Regions from separate parts of the Mus musculus genome. Here regions 1 and 2 are each linked to region 3. Evidence: chromatin contacts called from public Hi-C and promoter capture Hi-C data. All regions are on one chromosome and are shown on one strand. Each heading gives the region's core, a stretch centred on a gene start, on an enhancer-like site or on the middle of the called end of the contact. The rest is flanking DNA. Distances are from core to core; before and after follow the strand shown. Region 1 has its middle 71 kb from the start of Gm32240. Region 2 holds the start of Jun (jun proto-oncogene). Region 3 overlaps Fggy (FGGY carbohydrate kinase domain containing).

What was found. Promoter capture Hi-C pulls out the DNA fragments that hold promoters and counts their contacts. A called contact is a pair of places that touch in the nucleus more often than the background predicts.
Region 1: a Hi-C map of uterus shows a contact between it and region 3, with 1.6 times the contacts expected there. The contact joins two enhancer-like sites. A contact is called at or near these places in 1 of 15 datasets of contacts at CTCF or cohesin (the NIH/3T3 cell line) and 2 of 484 Hi-C or Micro-C datasets (both in uterus).
Region 2: a contact with region 3 is called in a promoter capture Hi-C map of liver, with 14 times the contacts expected there. The contact joins the promoter of Jun here to the enhancer-like site in region 3. A contact is called at or near these places in 14 of 39 promoter capture datasets (the 3T3-L1 cell line, the C10 cell line, cranial neural crest and 6 more), 2 of 15 datasets of contacts at CTCF or cohesin (the NIH/3T3 cell line and large pre-B cells), 14 of 484 Hi-C or Micro-C datasets (adipose-derived mesenchymal stem cells, bone marrow-derived macrophages, embryonic fibroblasts and 7 more), 40 of 115 datasets of contacts at active chromatin or transcription factors (the 230-238 cell line, the NIH/3T3 cell line, acute myeloid leukemia and 29 more) and 3 of 9 other capture datasets (adipose tissue, embryonic stem cells and pancreatic islet).

The regions. Positions count from the first base shown.
Region 1 is chr4:95,277,399-95,280,243 of GRCm38.p6, forward strand. No RefSeq gene overlaps it. Among named protein-coding and RNA genes, the nearest start is that of Gm32240, 71 kb to the left of the region's middle. Within about 2 kb of position 1,518, at least 100 of the 459 cell types and tissues checked have an H3K27ac peak or open chromatin away from gene starts, as enhancers often do. A contact at or near this core is called in uterus, where this site is marked.
Region 2 is chr4:95,050,361-95,053,540 of GRCm38.p6, forward strand. Jun (jun proto-oncogene) reads right to left here and starts at 1,862. Exons shown (of 1, transcript NM_010591.2): 1 at 1-1,862. The coding sequence starts at 911. Junos (a long non-coding RNA gene) reads left to right here and starts at 1,957. Exons shown (of 5, transcript XR_867920.3): 1 at 1,957-2,022.
Region 3 is chr4:95,793,260-95,796,381 of GRCm38.p6, forward strand. All of the region lies in intron 8 of Fggy (FGGY carbohydrate kinase domain containing), which reads left to right. Among named protein-coding and RNA genes, the nearest start is that of Hook1, 170 kb to the right of the region's middle. Within about 2 kb of position 1,477, at least 68 of the 459 cell types and tissues checked have an H3K27ac peak or open chromatin away from gene starts, as enhancers often do. A contact at or near this core is called in adipose-derived mesenchymal stem cells, craniofacial prominence, extraembryonic endoderm stem cells and 9 more, where this site is marked.

The DNA of each region.
Region 1 (2,845 bases), core at 268-2,767, 520 kb before region 3:
TCACCATGGAGGATTGGAGGAGGTGGTGAGGGGCACGTGGAGACAAGTATACTCCTAGCCTTCACACCCAAATCTGTGAGCTCTAGGTTCAGTGAGACACACTATCTTCAATAAGTAGTTCAAGAACAATCATGGAAGGTTCTGGATTTTATACTGACACAAACACATGCATGTACAAGTGCACATACTTCCATGAACAATGCAGAAACCACACATACAAACATATAGATGATTTAAGTTTGTTTCATTCACAAGAAACGTAGAAATCTGTTTGGATGGCATCTGATTTAGTACAAAATCTAGTCATTTTAAGTTTTAAAACCACAAATATATTCTCTATCATCTGTAGAGACCACAGACCCCGACATATAAAAACTGACCTTTAATAGCAAGATAGCTTTCCTTTTCTGGGGGGTGAGGTGACCTTTCCACACACTTGCCCCTCCCTAATTCAGTTCTCTAAACTCTGAAATGGAGTTGCCACCTTCCTTCTCACCACATTGAATTAGCATATGTAAAGGGCTTGGCATGGGGAATTGGTGGTCCAGTAATCGGTAACTAGCAGTGAATAATTTGTTATTGTGGTTACTCACCTCTTAATTCACTTGAGTGACATGTCACTTTCCATGTTTCCAAACCACTTAAGTTCTGTAGACAGGGCTTTGGCTTTGGCTATTGAAACAACAGAATTTAGTGGCTAATAGAAAGTGGACGTTTACCTGAGTCCTACCGTCCCCGACTCATCAGGTTTGTGCTGCAAGCAATGAACCACAGCTTCCTGTCTTACGAGGGTACAAAATGGTGTTTAATCGTACTGAGCCGGTATGCAGATTATGCAAAGTGTAGATGTCTTTATGTGACTCAGAGTGAAGTAGGGGTCAATGGAGTAAAATCACTCAATGGAGTAAGTTCACACTCCTTTAAAAAAAACAGAAAATAAAGCATACAGGTCTGAGGCAGGGACATCACTAAACCGGTTGCCAGCATGAAGCCTTGCCTGCTCCTGGTGCTTGCTCTATGTGTCTTGCAGCTCAGGGCTCAGTGCTGTTAGTGGAGCAAGTTCTCAGTAAACAATACAAGGCCACTCTGTCCAGAAACCTGAGGTGTGAGCTGAGAAAAATCCCTCAGCTCAGAAGTCAGTGGTGACCTTTCCACTGAGACTGTTTACCGAAGCCAGCAGTCTGGGATGGAAGCGTGGGCTCCCCTTCTGAGCACACAGGGTGGGAATTCCCTCCAGAGCCCTGACCGTGCCCCCCTGCCTCGTGGGGGTTTCTGTTAGGCTGAAACTACCCTGCAGAAAGAAGGCAGCTGAAGAAGGGGGAACTCGGGCCTTCTGAAAGAACTTTTCCCCACTTCTTTCTGAAAACTGAACAACCCTCAGAAGAGCCAAATGTTTTCTGACTGGGCGAGCGCACAAGGAACACGCAGGGCATTCTGACTTTGGGATGCTGTGATCCAGGGCTGCAGAACCGGAGCAGAGCAGGTTCTCAGGCCGCCTGGGACAGCTGGAATGCAGCGTTGTTTCCTCTGAATTTATTGGCTTACTCCTCCTTCCCTACCGCCTCAGCCTTGATTTATGATTGTGCAGGCTCGGTGGCTTTGCTCCAACGTTATTTCTTTCTTCAGAAATAAACAAGGAGTTTTACAGCTTCATAACCGCCCCTAAGTTTGTTTGTTCTTCCCTCTGCGCAGCGTGGGCCATGTTTGGTCCCTGGGAAAGTCGTTTCTCTAATTATTTTCACATTTCAACAACTTTTGTTTCTTCTTCTTTCTTGGAGATTTAAAAAAAATGCTAATAGTACATTTGCTTTGGGTTAAATGATACCTTAAACATTTTCCCTGGCACTCACTGGGAGCCTGGGTGACTTAGGGAGTCCTGCTGTCTTTGCTTATAGGGCAATGTGCAGAAGAAAATCTGAAAACCCTGAAACTTCTTCTGGTATGCTGTTCCAGCCGTGTTCTCTCACTCAGTGGCTGGTTATTCTCCCAAACATACTCTATACTCTTCCATGCTCTGGACATCCCCTCCCACTCCTTGACTCTGGCTGCTCTATGCCCTTCTCCAGCTGGCAAACATCTGCTTAACCTTCAAGGCGCAGTTCATACACAAGCATCTTTCTGAGGCCTTCCCAAACTCTACTAACTGTGTGTCATATCCCTGTCCATGTTCTGGAAGGACCTTGCTTACATCTTTTTAGTCTTCTTCCCGACATTCATTCTAGCCTCCAACATCACACCTGTCATATCCGATCTATAAAGGTCAGATCTGAATTTGTTCCCTTCTACCTAGCAGGGTCTGGCCTGTGGGAAGGACTGGGTGGGATTGGACATGGGAGACAATATTGAAGTGATTTTAAGGGAAACCCATTCCATTCTGGTAACTATTGGAGGTGGTGAGGGTAAAAATGGCCTCCTGCATCACTTGGGAGACCATGAATAGAGATTTAACACACATGTAGGAGTGCCCAAGACTAACCTGAATGGGGTAGGAGCTTCAAATGTGGTCAGTTTGGAGTCTCCCTTTCAGAACAGGAGATTCTTGGATACTTCATAACTTCATGCGCCTTGTGTTACATGAAACCCCCTGCTATCAGGCACCTTTGCCATATTGGACCTACCTGGCCCAATGCCTGAACTTGGCATGCTTCTTCCACTATTTGGAATTGAACGGATGCTCATTTTAGGGTGTGCCTGCTCCACCTCTGGCATTTCCCTCACCTGGATTCTGTTGAGTCTGAGGAAGTTTCAGTATGCCTTGAAGATAACCCCACCTTTACCTGCTGGCACGTTTTGTTCAGAAATAGGCAAAGAGGGTGTGAGGCAGTATTCCCTCTTTTAAAACTCC
Region 2 (3,180 bases), core at 612-3,111, 740 kb before region 3:
AGCATGTTGGCCGTGGATGCCAGCTCGGAGTTTTGCGCTTTCAAGGTTTTCACTTTTTCCTCTAGCCGAGCGATCCGCTCCAGCTTCCTTTTCCGGCACTTGGAGGCGGCAATGCGGTTCCTCATGCGCTTCCTCTCTGCCTTGATCCGCTCCTGAGACTCCATGTCGATAGGGGACAGGGGCGGCGTCTCTCCCGGCATCTCCGGCACGGTCTGCGGCTCTTCCTTCAGGGCTTGCAGCCGCGGGTGCTGCACCGGGATCTGTTGGGGCAAGTGGTGCGGCGGCTGAGGCGGCTGCTGCTGCTGCTGCGGCTGCGAGGGAAAGGCCAGCCCGGCCGCGCCATAGGAGGGCGCCCCACCGCCGCTGCTCAGCGCACCCGGGTTGAAGTTGCTGAGGTTGGCGTAGACCGGAGGCTCACTGTGCAGGCTGGCGCTGTAGCCACCACCGCCGCCAGCGCCTGCTACTGAGGCCACCGCGGGAGCCACCATGCCCGCCCCGCTGACCGGCTGTGCCGCGGAGGTGACACTGGGAAGCGTGTTCTGGCTATGCAGTTCAGCCAGGGCGCGCACGAAGCCCTCGGCGAAGCCCTCCTGCTCGTCGGTCACGTTCTTGGGGCACAAGAACTGGGTGGGGGTCGGTGTAGTGGTGATGTGCCCATTGCTGGACTGGATGATCAGGCGCTCCAGCTCCGGCGACGCCAGCTTGAGCAGCCCGACGTCGGGCGACGTGAGAAGGTCCGAGTTCTTGGCGCGGAGGTGCGGCTTCAGACTGCCCACCGGGTCGGCCAGGTTCAAGGTCATGCTCTGTTTTAGGATCTTAGGGTTACTGTAGCCGTAGGCACCGCTCTCGGACTGGAGGAACGAGGCGTTGAGGGCATCGTCGTAGAAGGTCGTTTCCATCTTTGCAGTCATAGAACGGTCCGTCACTTCACGCGGGGTTAGCCTGGGCTGTGCGCAGAAGTTTCGGGGCCGCAACAGCGCGCCGGGAAGCGGGGGGATACCCGCGCGTCCCCGCTTCTGTAACAAAGTTTGTTTAGGAGCGTGCGCTCCAGACGGCAGTGCTTCCCCCTGAGCCCTCCTCCCCAGTTCGCTCCAGGGAGCGCAGGGTTAAGACTCCGCTAGCACTCACGTTGGTAGGCTCCCGCGCGATGCCGAGCTTTGAAAAGTCGCGGTCACTCACGGAGCGCTCTCGGGGAGCAGCGGTTCCTTGGAGCCCGCAGACCAGTCCCAGCAACAGCGGCTCTCCGGCGGTGCTGACCAGTCGTCACGGAATTCTCGGTGGAAGCCCGCGATCGGGCTCTGCCGCCCGGCCTCCGACAACTGTCCCCTCCTCCGCTGTGAGGGGGAGGGGGACGCTAGGCAGCCGCGGCTAGCGCTCGCCCAACTTCAGCCGCCTGTGCGAACTGGTATGAGTATAGGTTCCTCTTCTCCCTTTTCTTTACAGTCTCGGTGGCAGCCTTAAGGCGCAGAAGAGATTTGCAAAAGTTCGCTCCCGGCCACTTGTTACCGGTCCTCTGGGTCAGGAAAGTTGCTGGCCGGTAGCCGCTCGCCTATTTCCTCGCGCGGTCGGGAGCCGCTCTCGATGCTGTCAGCAGCGCCCGGACTTGTGAGCTTCTTCTCCGTGGAAGGCGGGAGAAGGGACTCTCCAAATGCTCCCCAAAATACCGGTGCAGGAGCCGCGGGCGCTGGATCCAAGCAGTTGGTGAGAAAATGAAGACAAACGGATGAACAGTCCGGAGTCCGCGGCCGACCGGGTTGGCCAAGTCCGTCCGTCTGTCTGTCTGTCTGCCTGAGCGCTCTCCTGCCAGGCTGTCTCTGCCACACTCAGTGCAACTCTGAGTCCTTATCCAGCCTGAGCTCAACACTTATCTGCTACCAGTCAATCCCTAAAAATAGCCCATGATGTCACCCCGAGGCTTTCCCATTGGCTTGCGTCGTTCTCAGGGGGGCGGGCCCACCCGTCGCCATGGAGACCTCACCCTAGAAGATTCTTCTCTGGGCCCGCGAAGGCTCACGGGATGAGGTAATGCTCCGCTGCGCTCCTACAGTTGGGCCCTTCTTTCTCCTCCTCCCCCCCCCCCCTCCCGCGCTCAGCTTCGGCTTGTGTTCCCGGGTTCCCTCCCCGGCGCGTCTTTCCCGGCCCGCCCGGTGCATTGTGGGCTGACGTCTTGGTTTGGCTGTCTAGTGACGGAGGCTGCCGGTCGGCAGGACCCTTGCGGAGTCTGTCGGAGGCGGGCTCAAGTTCAGGGCTGGGGACTGGGACCGAGACGCGGGGATCCAGAAAGCAGGGGAGGCGCGCTAGTGGCCGGGGGCGGAGAGCTTGGGTGGGAGTGAAGGTTGCACACAGGCGCGCGCCCGCGCGCGGGCACACACACACACACACACACGCACGCACGCCCGAGAAAGGGCTGAATGATCTGAGTGACTGAAGCTGGCTCCGCACCCCCGCACTTCCGGGGGACAGAGCGATGCGGGTTAAAAGGGTTGTGTGCGCCCTGGGTGTGGGAGCACGTAAGTGCGTTGAAGTTGAGCGGGTTTGAGAGTAGCCCTCCAAGATGAGTATGCTTGGAAGTTTAGTTTCGGAGAAGGATCTGCGCCGCAGTGTGCTGTACCTGGAAACCAGAGATTTGCGGTGTTCGGAACCGACTCATCAGGGTCCCCGGCACAACACTTTATTCTCTGGACGTGCCGGGGGAGGGGTGTTCGCTTTGCCTCCGAGGGACCCCTCCTCTAGGTGTGAAAGATGCTAGCCCAGCGCCCATGGGGTGTCGAAAGCAACATATAAAGGTTCGAAACTCAGGAAACCTCGGCGATCGCCTGCGCTAGCACATACACACGGTCCCGCGCACACTCAGTCTGCGCCCGCCCTTCCTCCCTCCCTGATTTGCTTCTGGGAAAACAAGCCTTGAGAGCTGCGGACTCGCCCCAAGTCACGGTGCTTAAGCAGGAGTCCCTGGTAGAAACAGGCTGAAAACTCCCCTCCCCGCTCACTGGTGGAGTCATATCCTGTGCGGCCTCTAGGAAGCGCTAGACACATGTAAGTTATTTCTTTTCTAAGGTTCTGCTATCAGCCCTCCACCCTCCACCCCTCAGGACTAAAGAGGTGGCAAGCTTGGTTCTCCCAGGGCATAAGGGCAAATCTCAGAACTTCTCTGAGCTTTATTGGTCTCATCTAGAAGTA
Region 3 (3,122 bases), core at 227-2,726:
TTTTCAATAAATCTAGGGCTTAGTCTGTGAAAGACTTGATAGGGAGGAGAATCAGGAAACAATAATCTTGTGATTAAGTCAAACAAATAAGGAAAAGCCAAATTAGAGAGTATGTCATCTGTCAGGGATCAATATTAATAATAATACAATTGAGTTTTTGTTTTAGAAAGGTCATTTGCTGGACATACAGAATTTGGCCTGAGTAGGGGTAGAGAGGATGGAGGAGAGGAGGAAAATAACTGAGAAAGGGAAATCAGTTTACTTGCTGATGAAATAGTACAAGCAAGACATGGGAGATAATACTAAGGCAGCAGCAATGGGGAACAGACTGTGCTTGTGGACAGAAGAACAGGATGACCTGCTGTGGGCAGATGAAAAGTGAATAAGTTAAGACTGGAATCTAGAGAAAGACCAAGAATAAGAAGAGCCCTAAAGGGTAGCAGATTCTCTTTTAGATGTATCATCTGGATATGCAAGTCACATTAGTGAGAGACTCAGGAGTGGGGTCTGAGTCTGAGGTAAACATGTGGCACTCTACGACACACACATTGTCCCTGCACTCGCTGGAGTAGATGAGCCCAGGGAGAGGGAGGTAATAAAAGGTGTAGGAGAGATCACAGGGAGGGGGAAGGGTTTCCTAAGGAGACAGACTAATAACGGGCCTGCGGCCATGTGAGAACTCTAAGCTTCCCACTATCTCAAGAAGGGGTAGAATTAAACCACCTGCTGCTTCACAGTTTGTTTAGGAGCCTAGTGTATCACAGTGTCTTTGTCCACACTGTGCCGTGCCATGCAGATCTTGGACTTTGTTCTGGTTGATGATTAGTCGCATTTATGGGTCAGGAAACTAAGCCTCAGAGAGACACAGAATCACATGGTCAGCCAATGGCCTAGGCAGAATTGTCTAGAATAGTTTGTCTACTTCCCAAGCCCCTGCTCACATTGCTCTGTCATGCTCACTGCCTTGAAGATAGCAACTACTTTTATCTTAACTGGTTCCTGGGAGAGACAGGCACACTGGTAGCTCATTATAGTGTTCAGCCGAGCAAGGCAAACCAAGAGGTAAAAAACCAAGAGCCTCCCTCTGTTCATAAACATTTCTCCAGGCTCTTATTCTCTCTCTCTCTCTCTCTCTCTCTCTCTCTCTCTCTCTCTCTCTCTCTCTCTCTCTCTCTCTCTCTCTCTCTCGTGTGTGTGTGTGTGTGTGTGTGTGTGTGTGTGTGTGTGTGTGTGTGTGTGTTTTAAGTAGTCATCAGGGAGTTGGCAGAAATAGATGTATAAGTGTTTTTTCCCCCCTCTGGTAAGACAATATCCTAGTCCATTTGGAAGAAGAGATGACCATGGAAATACCCAGTCCCACACAGGTCTGCTGCCACTCTCCAAACATCCGAACCTGGAAGCAGACAGTCCAAGCAAAGCCTCCTGTTCCCTCCCAGGACTGTTGGCATCTGGAGCCTGCCTCCTGTCCTGCCAGGGGTTTAGGCCAAACCAGCCTCAGGGTGAAGGGCTGGGAAAGGACAGAGGGAGCTGCAGTACCTCCCCGCTCTCAGCCAGTCACCTCTCCCCGAAAGAGTTGTGAGCAAGCATCTGGACTTTGTCATTCAGGGAATCCAGCCCATAGGCGCCTAGCCCTACATGAAACTGGGCCTGTGGCATCCTTGCTTCCAGCTAGCTTGAGAAGACATGACCAGAGGCAGGAACACTTGGAATGTGACTTTTGACCCCAGCCTGTTATTTCTGATCGTCGTAGGAGTCTGCACATGTGCCTTGGGCATCTCGGGTTGTAATTATGTTCAGTATGTTTGATTTGACATACACACAGGGAAATTGAGGGTAGATAAACATGTATACTCACAAGTATACCCCATGCTCAGCCCATCCTGAACCCTCAGCTCCCGCTGGATTTTAAGTTTATTGAGGATAGAGACTTGGATATACATAACTTTGAAGCCCATCTCTCCCAATCTTTTCAGGTTTTAAACTGTAGTCTGAACTCAGTATGTATCTGAAGTCTTACCCAGCTAATGTCTGAGATTATAGATTGTAGCTATTAAATACAGCCTATAGTTAACAGGTTTTTTTGAAAAAAAAAATTCCAATAGTCTTAGCAGCAAATTAGTTGGGTGACAGAATAAGTAGGTACTTGGAGACACCCCAAGAGACAAACTGACACAATCCCATAAACTCCAGGCCACGTGAGAGCACAGCCTATTGAAATATCTCACTGGAGTGTTCTACTGGACCAGCTGGGATGCAGTGAGTCAACTCTTTGGAATCTTAGAAAACCTCAGAGAGAATAGTGTCTCTGCTCCAGTCATCTTATAGCTGGGAGAATGGTGTTGAGAGAGGGAAATAGGTGGGGCGTTTCTTACAAGCACACAAAAGTGACTTCTCTTCTAGCTCTTTGACCTGCTCAGCTTAGATTTAATTTATATGCTTAGTTATATCGATAGAGTCATGCCTCTTTCCGACTCTCATAAATGTTGTGTGATAACGTAGTATGCAATCAAAGGTTTAGTTGGCATTTTGTAAGTTAATATAGAGTACACATGATCAAAGCATTTGTCAAATGTCTAAGTTCAATGGTAACACTGATACTAAGATTAATACCCTTGTGCCTATACCGAGGTTGTGCCAGACGATATTGCCAGTCTTCTAAGCAAAATAAATAAATAAACACCCCGCCCCCAAACCTAGCTATATCATTAAGTAAATACCAACTGATAACCTCTGGATTTTGCTGTTGTGTTGTAGTTCTCTGAGTTCATTTGATCCTGGTTTTGGACACATGCCCTAATAACAAGGCTTTCCAGTCTAGCCTTTGAAAATATGCTGTTTTGCTCTAATCTCCTTTTCAGTATTGTTACTAACAATACTGACTAAAAAAGGAGCCTCTTCGTGGTGGTCTTTCATGTTGTCCCCTGCTGTTCCACCCTACAGGCCTCAGTTCAAGGAGAACTAACATTGACTTGGGTTTTGAACAAAGATAAGCTATGTCTTTAACAAACTTTAATATTTACCAGTGTCCTCCGTTCTTGTAGACATTAATATTAGCCCTTCCACTTTGAAATCAAGGAGACCAAGGGTCAGAAAGTTGAGGAGGAAAATTTGTCTAAATTGTT